Regions from separate parts of the Mus musculus genome. Here region 2 is linked to region 1. Evidence: chromatin contacts called from public HiCAR-type data. All regions are on one chromosome and are shown on one strand. The core of a region is the stretch at or near the end of the contact, and the rest is flanking DNA. Distances in the headings are between cores, read along the strand shown. Region 1 holds the start of Ganc (glucosidase, alpha; neutral C). Region 2 holds the start of Wdr76 (WD repeat domain 76).

What was found. HiCAR-type assays count read pairs that join an accessible place to other places.
Region 2: a contact with region 1 is called in a HiCAR-type map of astrocytes, with 3 times the contacts expected there. The contact joins the promoter of Wdr76 here to the promoter of Ganc in region 1. A contact is called at or near these places in 3 of 39 promoter capture datasets (cranial neural crest, frontonasal cranial neural crest and second pharyngeal arch cranial neural crest) and 1 of 115 datasets of contacts at active chromatin or transcription factors (astrocytes).

The regions. Positions count from the first base shown.
Region 1 is chr2:120,402,293-120,405,811 of GRCm38.p6, forward strand. It overlaps Ganc (glucosidase, alpha; neutral C), which reads left to right and starts at 1,604. Exons shown (of 24, transcript NM_172672.2): 1 at 1,604-2,767. The coding sequence starts at 2,739. It overlaps Tmem87a (transmembrane protein 87A), which reads right to left and starts at 1,824. Exons shown (of 20, transcript NM_001110496.1): 1 at 1,613-1,824; 2 at 418-478. The coding sequence starts at 1,768.
Region 2 is chr2:121,504,263-121,508,130 of GRCm38.p6, forward strand. Wdr76 (WD repeat domain 76) reads left to right here and starts at 2,461. Exons shown (of 13, transcript NM_030234.2): 1 at 2,461-2,601. It overlaps Mfap1a (microfibrillar-associated protein 1A), which reads right to left and starts at 2,394. Exons shown (of 7, transcript NM_026220.4): 1 at 2,201-2,394. The coding sequence starts at 2,279.

The DNA.
Region 1 (3,519 bases), core at 354-2,853:
TATTAAAGTTCTGGACTTAAAAATACATTAAGGGGCTAGGGAGATGGCTTTGTTGGTAAGATGCCTGCCTGTCACAGCAAGCATCAGCACCTGAGTTCAGATTCCTAGCATCCATGTAAAAATCCATGCCTGTAATTCCAGTGCCAAAGAAGCGGGCAAGAAGATCCCTGAGGCTGGCTGGTCAGCCAGTCTAGCCAAACCTCAAGCTCCAAGTTCAAGGAGAGAGTCCTTGTCTCAAAAAACAGGGCTGACAGCAACTGAGGAAGACACAAGTAACTGACCTCTGACCTTCACACACATGCATACATGTTCCTACATGCACACAAATGCGCGCGCGCACACAGAAGCAAACTAGGGTAGAGAATAATTTTCTAAGTTTAAAAGATCCGAATAACTCAATGAAGTTTAGAAACTCACATTTCAGTAAGATGGTAGTATTTCTGAAAAGAATCTTTCCAAAATTAAAATAACCTTTCCCCTGAAAAGATAAAGGGAAGATAATTAACATCAGGGCATTTCGATTTTCAAGGCAGAATATGAATACCTACATTTATAAAATATTCAAAATTTTCTTAATCAAAAAGACAGTAACAACATTTTCTTTAGTGAAAGTCAGTCATATCCTAACTATTGGCTCTTGCCGCTCCCTACAGGCCACAGAGCAGGGACTCTTGAGTGGGAGGCTGCTACAAATTTCAACCTAACTTCAAAGTGGCTTGAGCTGGACAGTTCCTTTTTTACTCACGAATCATCCCTCAGAACAACCGACTTTTGAATAAACTTTCAGCAGTTTTACTTTTACATGTAAAAGGACTTAACTATTAATCATTTCAGTAACAAACAGAAAACTACAACTCAAAGCCCAAAACCCTTTACCAACATGAATACAACCTGTAATATTTGCCATATAAATGTACAGTGAACAGGACAAAAAAAAAAAAAAGGCAAAAAGGTCAACGAAATGGCTAATGGTTTTTAAAGCAGTTCTCACCAAAATCTGGTTTTTCTGGTTCAAAGTACTGTACTAAGTCAAACGAGATTCTAAAATGGGTCGACTTATCAGTTAACTATCCAAACAAAAGACTATCCTTACTACACAACATTTTAGAATTGTTTCGTTTTGGCTATTCCCATGTTAAAATGCATTTTTGAATCTCCAAGTCCCCTAATCACAAAAGACGTTTCCAAGTTTAAACCAAATCAAAACCCTTCATCCGTAGGACTATTTTTACAAACACACACACACGAGTTAAAAATAAAGACTTCTATTCACATCTCCCTTTCATCCAGCCCTAGTACTGGATTTTGTAACATTCTAGCTGAAAGAGAAACTACTATCTCTCCCTGTGTATTAAGTTTCTCTCCTGTTCCATGCTTAAAGTTCTGTTACTTTCCCGGTAAGAACACGCTTGGCCCCTGACACTCCTCGCCTACAGCAAATAGCTCAGCTCTCAGCTCAGGGCAGGTGGGATCCCGTCGGCAGCTACACGGACGCTCTGGGTATTCCACTCACTTTGGGAACCCGACTTTCCAGAAATCTTCCTGGACCCCTTGGGCCACCGTAGCCCCACCTCTTACCCCCTTCAGGCTCAGTAGCGACCCCAACACTCACCGACGGCATCGGAATGTGCCACTTCGATCTATCTGCAGCAAACACGGGTGCCGGACCTGCACCAAGAAACGATAATGGGAACGGCTGCGCCCCTAAAAGAAGAAAAATAACAGGAGACACCTGAAGCCACGCAGCCACCGCCATCTTCACAGCCATGAAGCGCCTACCCAAAGTATTGAGCCTTCTTCCGGCTAGGTAGTTCCGCCTTCTTCCGGCTCGTCCCACCCTCTTCCGGCGCTACTTTGTGGGCGGGATTATCCGGGTCCTTGAAACTGTGCTTCTTCCCACAGACGCTCAGAGCGCCCCAGAAACTTTGAGTCTACTGCGCAGGCGTCCTCCTGTTTCCCTGCGATCGTGGCCTGGAGGTGAACTAGCAGAGTTTTGAGGTCTAGTGCTTCCCTCTGTTCTTCCAGCCCTTAAAGGAACTCAGTGCAGCGGCCAAGGCTTTGCTTTTCCTGCTTCTTCCCGCCCCTCATCCTTTCCAAGTCAAGGTCAGGCGCAGGCCAGACGTCTGTAGAAGCGCGCACACTGGATGCATGATTGACATCAAGTACTGAGTTCTCTGGCTGTCGAGCTGTGGCAACAGAGCCTGGAATGTGACGGGGCTGAAGTAGAAACGATTCATTAGCTCCAAAGTCCCTTTTGACCCTGAAAGACTGTGGGGCAGCTGCAGCATAGTTTGACAGGCGACATCAGCGTCCAGCAGTGATCCAGACTGTACTCCCCATTCGAAACTAAAAGTGAGGAGAGATCAGGTCAGCTTTCGGTATTGTAGAGTGACAGCCACTAAGACTGACCCTTATTGGTGGTGCTTCCTGTTTCTCACACTCTTAGATTTTAACCTCTAGGGCAGCGAGCACATCTCCGCCAATAAAAGCAAAGTTCATCAGCCACTCTCAACCTAGAAATATTTACCAAGTACTTTATCCCTGTAAAGACGCTGGTTTACGCTTGAGATAATACCAGATGAAAAAAAATTAAGATTGGCTTCTGCCCGAAGGGGACTCTTGACTGTGATGAAGTACGGGTTATAATTTAGCAAGCCTGCTTGTCACCGTTTTTTTAAAGATCGCCTGAGACTGTGGCCTGAGAGTTAGGAGTCAGGCAGAGTTAACATCCTTGTGCCATGGAAGCAGCTGAGAAAGAGGAAATCAGGTAAAGGGCAATTGCTCCCCCCAAGAACGGACTCCAAAAACAACCTTCTAGCTTTGATGGCTTCACTTAGGTTTTAAAGCACTTCCTTGAATGCTTGCTATTTGCTTCATCGTTCTTTATTGGTTCTGCGGGGATTTGGGTAATGTTAATAGCTAACCTCTCATAAAGTACTTTCAGGAGGATTAGATAAGTTTAACAGTGGAAAGGTTGCCTTCCAAACTCTTAAATGGATTTTTGAGCGGGCTGCCCCTCCCCAAGGCTCATTCAACTGGAAACGGAAGACAGCAAGGTCTCCTCATGTTTGCACACTGGATTAAAATAAACGGTGCCAAACCAGAGTTTAATGAGGGTATTTCTTTCTTTTTTTTCTTATTCTTTTTTTTTCTTTTTTCACTATAAAAGTTTCTTGGCATGACTAGGTGTGTTTTATCTCTCCCGACCTGTTTTTATAGTTTAGCTTCTTTCAAAATCATGAACTCACTAACTGCAGGTGCAGAAAGCCACACCTCTTCACCAAAGCGAGTGCTCCTCACCCTCCAACCCCCTTATAGCTTATAGTTGTTTTAACCAGAGAAAGGCTAGTCAAAATACATATAAATAGTAGTAATGTATATCTTCTTACATTTTATTCCAGATACAGTTCTGGAAACTTGATGTTAAAGAATATTAACCTATAGATTGTTGGAATCCTCTTAGCAGTTTTTCCTTCTTCTGTATTTGTTTCTATTCTGACTCTGGCACCTGCACATATC
Region 2 (3,868 bases), core at 1,211-3,710, 1.1 Mb after region 1:
CTGTTTCCACTATGTTACTAGTTTTTCTCAGCAGATAACTTACAGCTCTGGCATCTCAAACATCTTGGGGCCTCCAAGGCAACTTCAACATTACAGCTTCTTGTTCCAATGTCTAGGATCTACACAAGACCTTGTGGGCCACTCCAAAGGACTGCTGCCCTCTGTAGCACTCTAAGCTCAGGTTGATCCACTCCACTGTTGTTGCTGTTCATGGTGATCATCCCATAGCACCAGCATCTCCAATACACTGGGGTCTTCCACTGCAACTAGGTATCAACAATAGCCTCTCATAGGCTCTCTTCATTGTGCCAAGCCTTAAATCCTTTGCATAACCCCTTTAGTCCTGGGCCATTAACTGCAACTAAGGCTGCACTTTCCTCAATGGCCTTCCATGGCCTCTCACAGTGCTAAGCCTCAGCTGTTCTTCATGCCCTGGTCATACCTTCAAAACCAGTGCCACCTGGGTGACCCCACACAACATCGCTTGGTGTTCAAGAAAGTCAGAAAGGTGGTTCAGATCCCCTGGAATTAGAGTCATGGATGACTGGGCCACATAATCCTCTGTAAGAGCAACAATTGCCCTTAACCACGGAGCCATCCTGCCAGCCCAAATACCTTCTAAAACAAAACAAAACAAAAAACAGAGGCAGGGTCTGTTATGCAGACTTGGCCAGTGAGGACAAAGCTGGTAGCAAACTCAGAGCTCTGTCTGCCTCTGCCTACTGACTGCTTAAATGCATAAGCCACCACAGTTAGTGCTTCCTACTACTTTCTTGAGACAGGTTCTTTCACTGAACCTGTTGCTTGCTGTTTCAGCTATTATTAGCCCAGCCATCAAGCCTAAAGTTCCTAACTCGTCTCTTCTCCCCACAAGGTGTCTATGTGGATGCTCGGGGTCTGACCTCAGGCACAGTAAGGGCAGCTCTCTTCCTAGCTTCTTCCTCTGCGGTGCTGTGGCAGCCTTTACGACCTAACTTAACGTTCTGACTAGCCAGCTTCTACCTTTTCCTCCAGCTCTCGTGCTGAATCGGGAGATCTCTTCTATAACACAAACAGGGTGGAGCTCAAGAGGTGGCTCAGCAGCTAAGAGGCTCTGCTGCTCATACAGAGGTCCTGGATCAATTTTCCAGCATCTGCATGGCAGTCTGTTACAGTCTGATACTCCAGGCCCTCCTCTGGCCTCTGTGGGTACTGCACCCACATGGTGCATATCCATGCATGGAAGCAAAGCATTCATACACTTAAAAATAAACAAACAAAACAATTACAGTGAAAAGAAACACACACACAGGCCTCTAGCTCACTTTCTTCTTCTTCTTCTTCTTCTTCTTTTTTTTTTTTTTTTTTGGTTTTTCGAGACAGGGTTTCTCTGTGTAGCCCTGGCGTCCTGGAACTCGCTCTGTAGACCAGGCTGGCCTCGAACTCAGAAATCCGCCTGCCTCTGCCTCCCGAGTGCTGTGATTAAAGGCGTGCGCCACCAGGCCCGGCTCTCTTCTTCTTCTTTTTTTTTTAAAGATTTTATTTATTTATTATATGTAAGTACACTGTAGCTGTCTTCAGACATTCCAGAAGAGGGCATTAGATTTCGTTATGGATGGTTGTGAGCCACCATGTGGTTGCTGGGATTTGAACTCAGGACCTTGGGAAGAGCAGTCGGTGCTCTTAACCACTGAGCCATCTCGCCAGCCCCACTTTCTTCTTATATTTTGATTTTTGTTACTGTTCTGCCTGTGAGCCTGGCCTTTAACGGTTGAGCCATCTCTGTAGCATTATTATTATCATCATTTGTAAGGATGCTATGTGTGGATATGTGCACAAGTGTAGGTACTGGCAGAAGCCAGAGGTGTCAGATCTCCCTAGACTTGGGGTCCCAGGTTGTTGAGTCACCTGAAGTGACTGCTGGCAATTGAACTTGCGCCCTGTGGTACAGCAGTATGTCCTCTCAACCGCTGATCCGCCTCTCCAGCCTCCTTTACTTTATATTTCGAGAGAGATCTCCTCACTAAATCGATCAGGTAGATGCAAGTGGATCCCGCTATCCCCTTTCTCTACGCCACCTGTGACTTTAGGCGGGACGCAGGAAGAAACTGCAGCTAGGTTTTAAGGGCCAGCCGAGCTGGCATGGTCGGCGTAAGGCAGGTTTGAGAGATACTCAGGATGAAAGAGGTCAGAGCCAACCGGAGGGGAGGGGAGCCCGTACCTTTCTCGTTTCGAACTGGGACGGCCCCAGCCGTAGACTGGATGGGCGGCTGCTTCATGAGTGCGCTTGGGACCGACATGGTGACGGCTGCCGCGGGGACTCTCCAAAACGGACTCAATCCCAACAACGAAAAGCAAGGAGCCGAAAGCCCTGTCCCACAGGCTGTGCCCCACACAGCTGCGCAACTGACAGAAACAACTTCCGGTAGGGGGTAGAGGAACCAGAAGTACATAACAGAGGATTGTGGGTAATCGGAGGGCGGCTGAGCGCGGATCGCTTAAAGGGCTAGGGTGAGATTTGCGCGCCTTTCGAGCAAGTTTCCCGCCTTCGACATTTTCCAGAACTGGAAGGTCCTCCTGTCTGACAGTTGTTTCTTTTGGTTTTTGGTAAGGTCCAAGAAGGTTCGTATTAAAGATTTCATTTATTATGTTTTGAAGAAACTGAGTATATTAGGAGAGACTGTTGGTGCATATTGTTTAAAGCCTAGAAGTGTAAAGTGTTTTATACGGATACGTGGGTCACGCATGGAATTCCAGCATTTGGGAAGGTGAAAGAGGATTGCAGTGTTTTGTAAAATTAAAAAAAAAAAAAGAAAAGAAAAGAAAAAGAAAAAAAAAGAAAGATAAAGAATTAAAGGAGGAAATCCGTTAGGGGTCATTTGTTGGTTTGGACACACACGCTCTCAATTTTAGCACTGGGATGACCGAGGCAGGTGCATCTCAGAAACTGAGGCTAGTCGGTCTACATAGTGAAAATTCTAGGAGTATTACATAGGTCTTTGAAGGTTAATAATTATTAAATTATTTCACTTGGGTCCTTGCTGGGTGAAGACAGGAAATTGACAAACTTTAAGTAGCGAGGGTTTTCAATGAACGAAAGAAGGAGGACGCTTACAACCAGAAATGCCTTAAAGTCTAAAGTAGACAGAAATCTTTTTTTCTGTTATTTTTATTTTGGAGCTGTGTTGAACAGGCAAGTTTGTTTTTGTCTCTACTTTGGTGGTTGTTCACTTATTTCCTCCCTGAGTAGCTAGGATTATCTCCCGGTGTGCCTCTTCACTTGACACAGAAATTTTATATTACAAACTCATCAGCCTAAGAAGTTATGTTGCTGAGCTTCGGGTGCCATTCAGCAGTGGAGCACTTGCCTGTTCTGAGCTCAGTGTAGTATGGAGCAGGGAATTCCATGGAGAGTAAATGTTTTGGGAAGATAATTGTTTTGATTCATGGCAAGTCAAGAGAGTGTTTGGAAAAGGATTAAGAAGGTCCTGACTCGATGAAAGTCGGTGTGGGGAAATCTCAGTTGGTAACGCCGGTTTCTGAGGCGGTCAGTTTTTTTTTTTTAACCTTGCGACAGTGTTGTAAGTAATCTGGCTTGTAACTCAGAGTAATAGAGGATGATCTGGAAGTTTTGATCTTCCTGTGTTGATTGCCTAAAGCTGAGATTACAGGTGTGGGTCCCCATGCTTTAGTTTATGTGTGTGGTACTGGGGATAGAATTCAGGGTCTTTGTGTATTCTAGGTAAACTTTCTACTGAGTTATGTTCCTGGTCTGTGGCTTAGCTATTAAAGTCCTCTTCTGCCACTGCTGCCAGACACAGTTCTGGTGTTGTAGCCCAGATTGACTGAATTGCTACTTGTTGTTGTCTATCATCCGTTAAACCTGTGT